Regions from separate parts of the Mus musculus genome. Here region 2 is linked to region 1. Evidence: chromatin contacts called from public Hi-C data. All regions are on one chromosome and are shown on one strand. The core of a region is the stretch at or near the end of the contact, and the rest is flanking DNA. Distances in the headings are between cores, read along the strand shown.

What was found. Hi-C and Micro-C count contacts between places; a contact is called where the count stands out from the background.
Region 2: a Hi-C map of Sertoli cells shows a contact between it and region 1, with 4 times the contacts expected there. The contact joins two enhancer-like sites. A contact is called at or near these places in 1 of 484 Hi-C or Micro-C datasets (Sertoli cells), 3 of 115 datasets of contacts at active chromatin or transcription factors (craniofacial prominence, embryonic stem cells and pancreatic cancer cells) and 1 of 9 other capture datasets (liver).

The regions. Positions count from the first base shown.
Region 1 is chr11:8,481,384-8,485,557 of GRCm38.p6, forward strand. The region is part of intron 17 of Tns3 (tensin 3); the gene reads right to left. Among named protein-coding and RNA genes, the nearest start is that of Tns3, 180 kb to the right of the region's middle. Within about 2 kb of position 2,113, at least 33 of the 459 cell types and tissues checked have an H3K27ac peak or open chromatin away from gene starts, as enhancers often do. A contact at or near this core is called in Sertoli cells, where this site is marked.
Region 2 is chr11:8,674,186-8,678,359 of GRCm38.p6, forward strand. No RefSeq gene overlaps it. Among named protein-coding and RNA genes, the nearest start is that of Tns3, 12 kb to the left of the region's middle. Within about 2 kb of position 2,041, at least 60 of the 459 cell types and tissues checked have an H3K27ac peak or open chromatin away from gene starts, as enhancers often do. A contact at or near this core is called in Sertoli cells, where this site is marked.

The DNA.
Region 1 (4,174 bases), core at 863-3,362:
GGCCACCATGCTGATAAGAGTTCGAGTATGACTTCTCTGACATTTCTAGAAGATACTATCTCTTAGCAAAGTTCTGGTTCCTTTGTCTGTATCTTTTATGTTTTCAGACATAGACACCAGAGCCTCAGAAGAAAGGTGGGCTAGGGACTACCCACAGAAAACCATAGGCACCTCCATTTCAGCCTGACACCTCTCACCACGCCAGGGCCTCTTAGCCACTGTTCCCAGATAGGAAAGACACAGAAGCAAGCAGACATTTCTACTCACACCCTAGTTATCTTGAGATCTGGAAGGAGGCTGGCTGCCACAGGGACATTTCTCTATGGGTGTCATGTACTATCTCTGGTGCCTGCCAAGCTGGTCGCCCCCTTTAGAAAGACTGAAACAGAAAGCATGGCGTCTCTGCACTGCTGCCTCTCTGGGGCTTGGATTCCTTACAGAAGATAGATGTGGAGGTAGCCACGTGCCCAGGCATGGTGCCGATCCCTGCGATCATGCCTAGATCTCAGCTCTCATGTCCATCCCAATGAGGACTGGGTGTCTTGGGAGTGGGTGAGAGACAGGAGGGCAGGAGCCAGAGGGTAGCCTCCCTTTGCCAAACACAGGTTCCCGACCCTCCCTTCCCTGGGAACAGTGCCATACTGTGAGGAAGACACATGGCTTTTTGTTTATTTTTCCACTCTAGGCTCAATGTGTGAGCATCTGCAGAGTAATAAATCCTTGATGCTCACTAGGTTACACTCTTCATTAACATAAATCCACCTGCACACACAGCCACCGCTATGTACCACCCTTTGTCCTCCCCTGCTCAGGGGGTGTCCCTGGGGCTATCTTATCTGCAATCTCCTAGCAGGACTCCAGGGGCTAGGGATGGGAGTCGGGGGCTGCATCACGGCTGCTGTTCCACATCTGCAGAAACGGCAGAGCATGGGTTTACACTATTGACTTCAGATTGCCAGGGTAAAGCTGACTTGATGAGCGTGGGCAATCTGAATAGCAAAATAACTGTTGGGTCAAGGAGGAAGTAGGTAAACCCTACTCTCTGAACACTGCATATAATTCATGCCATACGGGTAGCCACAGCAATATTTATTTCTCACTTTCCAGAAGAAACCAGGAAAGGAGGAAAAACAAAATAAAACAAAAAGACTTCATGGGAGCAGGGGATGCTGGTGGATTCTCTAAGGACACGACTGACGCTGGTTTGATATGCAAGAGAAGCTGGGCTGGGCTGAAGGAGCCCTCTCTGGGTTCTGGGCAGCCTCACACTCACACCAATCCCTTCTGGGTTCTGAGAACACCCAAGGGAAACAGGGACCAAATCAAGCTCAAGGGAACCTTTACAGGCACAGGGCCTCTCCTATAACTGTGGCAGGCCCACCTGTGCCTGCTGGGGCCCAGTTGGCTCCCTTCCCACCAGTACCTGCTGGGGCCCAGTTGCTGTGGGGAGCTACACCTACTTCCAGCAGGATCCCTGCCAGTGAAGAGGAAACCTGAACCAGCCCCTGGCACTTTCAAAAGCTCAGGAAGCTCAGAATGCACCAGGACACTTAAGGCCTACGGGAACACGGAGTATTGGCCTGTCATTATGCCAATGAGTCTTGTTCCAGGAACTCTCCATGCAGCCAGGCCCCCTATGGAGGAGGGGCAACCAGAAAAACCAAGTGGCAGCACTGACTGGACGCCCCACAGCCCACCAACTGTTATCAGTACCTCTGAGCATTCATTTGTCTTTGCACGGGATCATCCTTACACCTAACCCAAAGGACCCACTGGACTCCAGGCTAGAGCTTGGGACCTGAGTCCCTATTTCCCCGTTCCTGCTACCCCCCAAGTCCTTGCGCTGATATGTGGGCACACCCTCTGGGCACTGCCCAGGACCACAGACCTTGTCAAGCAAAACAGGAGCTGAGACTACCATGAGTCTCTGGAGGGCACTGAACCTCAGAGAGACTGGGAAGCTGAGGCTAAATGACTGAGAATACAGATAGGGACAGAGTCCTATAGCACTCCAAGGCCAGGCAGCTGTGTGGGCAGTGTGGGAGTAGGGCAAAGACAGCCAGGCTAGGGGGCATCCCCACCAAGGCCACTATGATAGTGGGGAAATCATGAGAGTGAACTCCCTCAAGCGCTTCATCTGGAGACACTGGAGGTCTTGTGGGAAGGTTTGCAAAGCACAGGGCACACACGAATTGGATGCAGACCAAGATTGTCAGGCACTGTGTTGCCATGCAGGACTGAGTATAGGATAGCCCATTGTTACTGCGAAACTCTGAGTGTGTTTTTGGGGGAAGGAGTTTAGACCACTTAGCTGGAAAACTACATTTTAGGATAAATCTCCCACAATGCTCCTTGGCAATTCTGCACTTCTTCAAATGTACCAAAGTCCTAATCGTGACAATGGTACCAAACCCTTCCTCACTGAGTTTCTTGGTATCACCTGGCCTATCTGGAAAGAGGGAGAGGAGAACGGAGCAGGAGACATCATGGCATCCATGCTATGACACCCATACTGAGTCTTCAGGGCAGAATCCTCTCCTCAGTGAGGCATACGGCCCACTGTGCTGCGAAAATAAACCTACCAGTCCTGTGGAAGGCAGCTTATGGGCAGCTACATGACCACTGGCTGTCCTCTACAGCACGGTCCCAAGCTCTGGCCCCATTAGAAGCAACCAGGGGGAACATCCCAGCCTCCAAGTGCCTAGATACACAACCACAATTATAACCATGTGGTTCTCCACAGAATGCCATTACAACCCTCCACTGAGGGCCTCATTCTTCCTCTTTTCCATCTACTCTTCCCCTGGAGCCGCGGCACAACTGTCAATGTTTTCAATTTACAGGCACAGCACATCTGGACCCAGGAGTCAGTGGGTGAGCATAAAGTACTTCAGACACTCAAGTCCCTACCAGGCCAAACAGCCACTCTTTGCAGACCAAAGTGAACAGAGTCATCCTTACCACCCACATCCCAAAAGCCCCCAGGTGGTTACAGTGTGCAGTGAAAAGAATAGATGAAATCGGGAAAGAATATGCCCCGCCCAGGTGACAGTGGACTTAGCTCTTACCGGAACTCTGCACACACATGCAGTGGGATGGACAGGTTAACTTGCTTGGCCACACTAAGCATCTCACATACACACAATAACACACAACTAATGAAAATGAAAGGGAACGGGTCCGAGAGCATGACCCACTCTGCAACACAATCCTTATTTTCGATTTGGGACCCTAGAAGGAGAAGCACTGGTAAATGACTGGTCTTTATAGGATCATGTAAGAATGAAGCAATGCTGGCACCCCATGGCATGGGGTGGTTTTGGAAACTCCCTCACATTCCTGAGAGTGAAAATAAATAAGGCAAAGGCTGGTTTGTGCTGAGGTAAGGGCCTCCTGAGTTCAGCTCACTCAAGTAAACAGACAGAACCTCTACAGAGAGTGAATAGAGAAAGGCTAGCTCAGCTCAAATATACCCTGGAACCCACTAATGTGGCAAGCTGAACCAAGACAGGCTCAGTAGGCCCGGTCACCTGGTAGGCTTGTTTCTCAAGAGCAGGGGGCATGCATTTCCCATAAAGAAAGTGGGTAGGACACTGGGAGCCCACATGCTGAGTGGCATCAGTAAGAAGGCAGGAAAAGCCCTCTGCATATACACGGGGCCATCCCTTCCTTCCCATCTCTGTCCCTAACCATTAGGGAAGGAGACTTCTGCAAAGCTTCGACAAGGGAATGGAATTAATGTGCTGCCCTGGGAATCCTGGAAGTGCTTGCTGTGGGGAAGGCTGTCTGAAAGGGAGAGAACATCTCCCCATTGCTGAATGAATTCTGCAAATAAAGATCTCCTAATTCCAAAAGGAATAAATCCCTGTCACTTCGCCCACTACTCACATGTAGGACATTCCACTCATCAGTACGTTTCTAGAGCCCAGTTATGGTTCCTTCCTTTTATAAGTAACATCCTCTACTACATCTACAGAGGACACAGTGCATCCCCTTAGTCAAGGCCCACATCATGACACAAAGGCCATGAGGCAGAATCAGAAATCACAACTGACCTTACCAAGCCTGAGAACTGTCAGAGTCTCTTCATCCAGATGAAGAGAAAGGATTTGGCCTCCACTATATGGAATACTCAGAGGTGGCCTTCCTAGAACCTGGGTCTCTTACGAGATGA
Region 2 (4,174 bases), core at 791-3,290, 190 kb after region 1:
ATGAGGTTAGGTTGCCGAAGTTTCATGCATCTGTGGCTCTGGAGATGGTCATATTCGGTCTTAACTGTCAATCTAACATAGTCACATTTCCCGGGGGAAGAAGATTTTGCCCAAACTATTCACAGGTGGACAGAAAAGGCATGTTTGCATATGGCCCTGTGTGGCGATATATGCCTTTACTCTCAGCTCTCAAGAGACAGACAGAGAGAGGCACATCTTTGTCAAATTGAGGGTCCCTTGGTCTACAGAGTGAAGAGACGACATATCAGGCCAGCTAGATACATGGTGAGACCCTGTGTCAAAGAAAAGCAAACAACAACAACATACTTAGAAGGGATCTTAGAAGCAGAAAAGAGGTTCCTAGTAATAACGGGCTTGTTCCTTCCTTCCACGTGGGTGGTTACAAACAACTGTTTATCTCAAAATAGGCTTTTCTTTTGTTCCCATGTATTCCACCATGAACTTATATATGTTTTGCAATGAGAAAAGGACTCACAGTCCTTACCACTGTTTCTGAGCACTCTATGATTGTAACACTGGCACCTTGTCATCTGACTGTCTCACAGTGTAGGCCATGGGCTGTAGATCCTAACATTCACAGAAAACTCCTGCAACACCCACTCAAGTAGTGAACTTTGGGTGCTGTTTCCAAGCAAAGCAAATGTCATTTCTCCAAACAACAGTGACATGAAGCAGCTTTTCACCCTGGTCAGCTCTCACCACATATTTGGGATGCCAAGATTCTTTCAAATAGTGTGGAAAGTCCCAACAACCAGCCTAGATGTCAACCTCTGAGTAAATAATTTCTCTTGCCAACATTCCTTTCTGGGGTGAGCCTCCCAACTTTTCACAGGATGCTGTCTGTAACCTCAGCAAAGAGCGACAGGCCCTGTGGTGAGCAGCATACAGCATATACCCATATGTGCCATATGAAGGATGCTAGATCCAGGTTCCTTCATAGCATCTTAACTTCCTGTCTGAGAAGAGGTGGTTGCTGCAGGTGGTGAGGTAGTGGAAAGAAGAATAGATTAATGCAGCTGGGGGTGGGTGGGGGGACAGAGAGAGAGAGAGAGAGAGAGAGAGAGAGAGAACAGCAAAATCAAGGTGATTGTCCAGCAGTAGGTCCTTCCTTCCTTTTGAGGAATGCCCAGGGGTGGAAGAGAGTTTACTAATAACTCAGCCTGACTCATGGAGCCCAGCAGTTCCTTATCTCCTATGCTAGAGTGAATGGAAGGGAGAATTCCTAATGTTAAGCTTCAAGGAAACTCTCTTCTCTGCCCACCTAGTATCTATAATAAAATTATACCAGGAATTGTACATGTTATCATTTGTCTATAGTTTCAGGGAAGAAGCTGAGGTGGAAGAATGTGGTGTAAGGCCGGCCTGGGCTACTTACCAATTACCTGTCTCAAAAGAGGTGGTGGGTAGGCAGCTAGATTGGCAAGTGACCAGTGTAGCTTTGCTTGGATGATGCTGGAGAGTTCATGGGACTCAGATGCAGTAAGGACAAGCAAAAGACCACTGGCGGTTGGAAGCTATAGGGTAAGTCTGTCGACATTCGGCAGACAAAGTGGGCTCAGAGTCTTAACAGAGTCAGAGGAGACAAAAGACTTGGAGAAGCATCCAGGGCAGCCCAGTGGCTGGGTGGCTTATCTTCATTTCTGTGGGATTGAGGGAGTTTTACTGCTTTGGCTGAACATGGACAAGGCCAAGGCACCAGCCATGATTTACCACAATTGTCTGATGGCCAACGCCTGTGGGTGAACTGTGTCACTGATTAAAACAAGGTCAGGCAGGCTAAGATTCCCCCCCAGGTGTCATTTGCCTGTCTTATGCTTATTGGATTTTTAAATGGAAACACAGTATTTCATTCAGGAAAAAAACTTATTAGTACAGTACAGCAGGCTGACTTACGTCACTCCAAATTCAGAGATTGAAGTTTTTACCTCAGTACTCCCCCACATGTCTGACATTATGTTAGGATCTTTTTAGTTGGTTTGTTTATTGTTTGAGACAAGCTCTTACAGCCCAGGCTGTTCTGGAACTGGCTAGCCTGTCACTCACAGTCCTTCTGCCTCAGGCTACCAAGTTGCCTGGTATGTGCCACTATGCCTGTCTACCTAAGATCTTTAAAGAGGTAATTAAAGTTAAATAGGTCATTAGAGTGTTTCTTGTTAGACTTTTCATCATTGTGGCAAAATAGCTCACATAACTTCAAGGCAACAGTTATTTGTTTCTGCCCACAGTTTCAGAGACTTCAGACTGTCTCGGCAGCAGGATAGAATAATACTTCAGTTCATGACAGACGGAAGCAGAGCTAGCCTAAGGGAGAGGCCATGCAGATGCAAACAGCAGAGGCATCTAGTGGGGCTGCCAGAGTTCTCTGGAGCTGGAATTCTGATACCATGGACCCAGACATGGATGTGGATCTGCAGGGTTTAATGTTTCCCACATGGTTTTTGGGCTGATCCTTCCTCCATGTTCTTCTAGTCCACCCTCTCAGAATGGAACCCTTTATGCCACACGGTTGCTTGTCAAAAGTACATACAAACTTGCTTTTTTTTTTTCCTTTTACAGTTGGCTCTTAGCTAAGAGTTGACTTGGATGTCAGTGGAGATTTTGAACTTGGGCGTTTTATATTCAGAGTGTAGGAACTTCCGTTTCTCAGAGCTTTCATTATGATCAAGAGAACCCTAGGGAACCACTGAGACAATAGGACTCCTGGGGATGAGCTGCATGCATTTTACATTATGAGGGTGAGGGCTGGACTCTTAGGACTGAAAGAGATGTATTCGGGCTTGGGACCCTGTTAGCTTTTCTTCTTGAGATAGGGTCACATGGAGCTCAGGCTAGCTTCACACTCTTTACAAAATCAAAGAAGACCTTTTACCTGGATTGTAGGCATTGATGCCCTGTATTTGTGATACTGCAAATTTGACTGAGAGCTCTGTGTGTGCTCGGCAAGCACTCTACCAACCAAGCTATTCCCAGTCTATGATGACTCGTTTTGATCGTCAACTTGAGTAGCTTGATAAACACCTCTGAGTTTAAGAGAGGGGGGCTCTGTGCTGTGCCTGTGAGGGCATCTACAGAGATAATTAGATCATAAGAGCGCCAAGCTAATGATCGCAGCATCCCAATAGACTGTTGGGAATTAAGAGAACTGTGGAAGGTGGAGCCTAGCTAGAGAAAGCAAACTACCATGTATGTGTGTGTGTGTGTGTGTGTCCATCTTGTTCCTTCTCTGTGTTGGCTTTGCCATCTTTGGTCTCTTCTTGTTCCTTCTCTGTGTTGGCTTGGTGTCAGTTGTTCAACCACCACCCCACCCTACTCTATCCTGGCCACAATGGACCGAATCAAACTCACTGATGTCCCAAAAATAAAAGAAAATAAGAACAGGCACAGGAGATGAGCGTGAGAGGTCACAGGCAGAGGCAGCCAAGAAGAGACGCCTCAGGAGAAGCCAAACTCAACCAACACTTGGACTGGGAACATCCAGTGAGGATCATCTTCTGCTGTGAAGCCACCTGGTGGATGACATTTTCTTAGGACAGCCCAGAGAATTAAACAGGAGGCAAGCCACACTACACTCTGCCTGAAGTCTCTCTGTGGACTCTACTCCCACCTGGTATCCCCTACTTTACAGCCATGTGGCATGGCCTGTAGACCTATGCTGTGATACAAGATACATAGTGTCACATGTGATCATGGCATCTAGTCATTTGGGAGAATAAATTGTCTTTTGGTCCTGAAATTGAAGGCCCTCAATTAATCTGCTTCATGCATGCCTTCAGTTGATCTACCCAAGAAGTGTATAGCGGATCATATGACCTTGGAGTGAGCTCACTGATGACCTGGAGAAGTTGATAGGGCCACAGAGGAAAGCTTTAAATTTTCCTGATTGTCTATAGATAGCTGGCCTTGAGGGGAAGATCAGATCAACTGTGTACTCGAGAAGTCTTTATCTGGATGCCTCACTGGTGACCAAAAGAATGTCACCCTCAGGACAGCCACATGCAGAGAGGGGCCTACTTATAGATCTGGTGGGGCAAAGGTTCCTTTAGCGATTAGTCAGGAAGCCAGCAGCTCCGTTCTGGGTGAGAAAGGCTTCTCCAGGAAGTCTTCAAAGCAAAGGGGACAGAGTATGGGCTTGGAGTGGGGCGGCAAAGGGGAC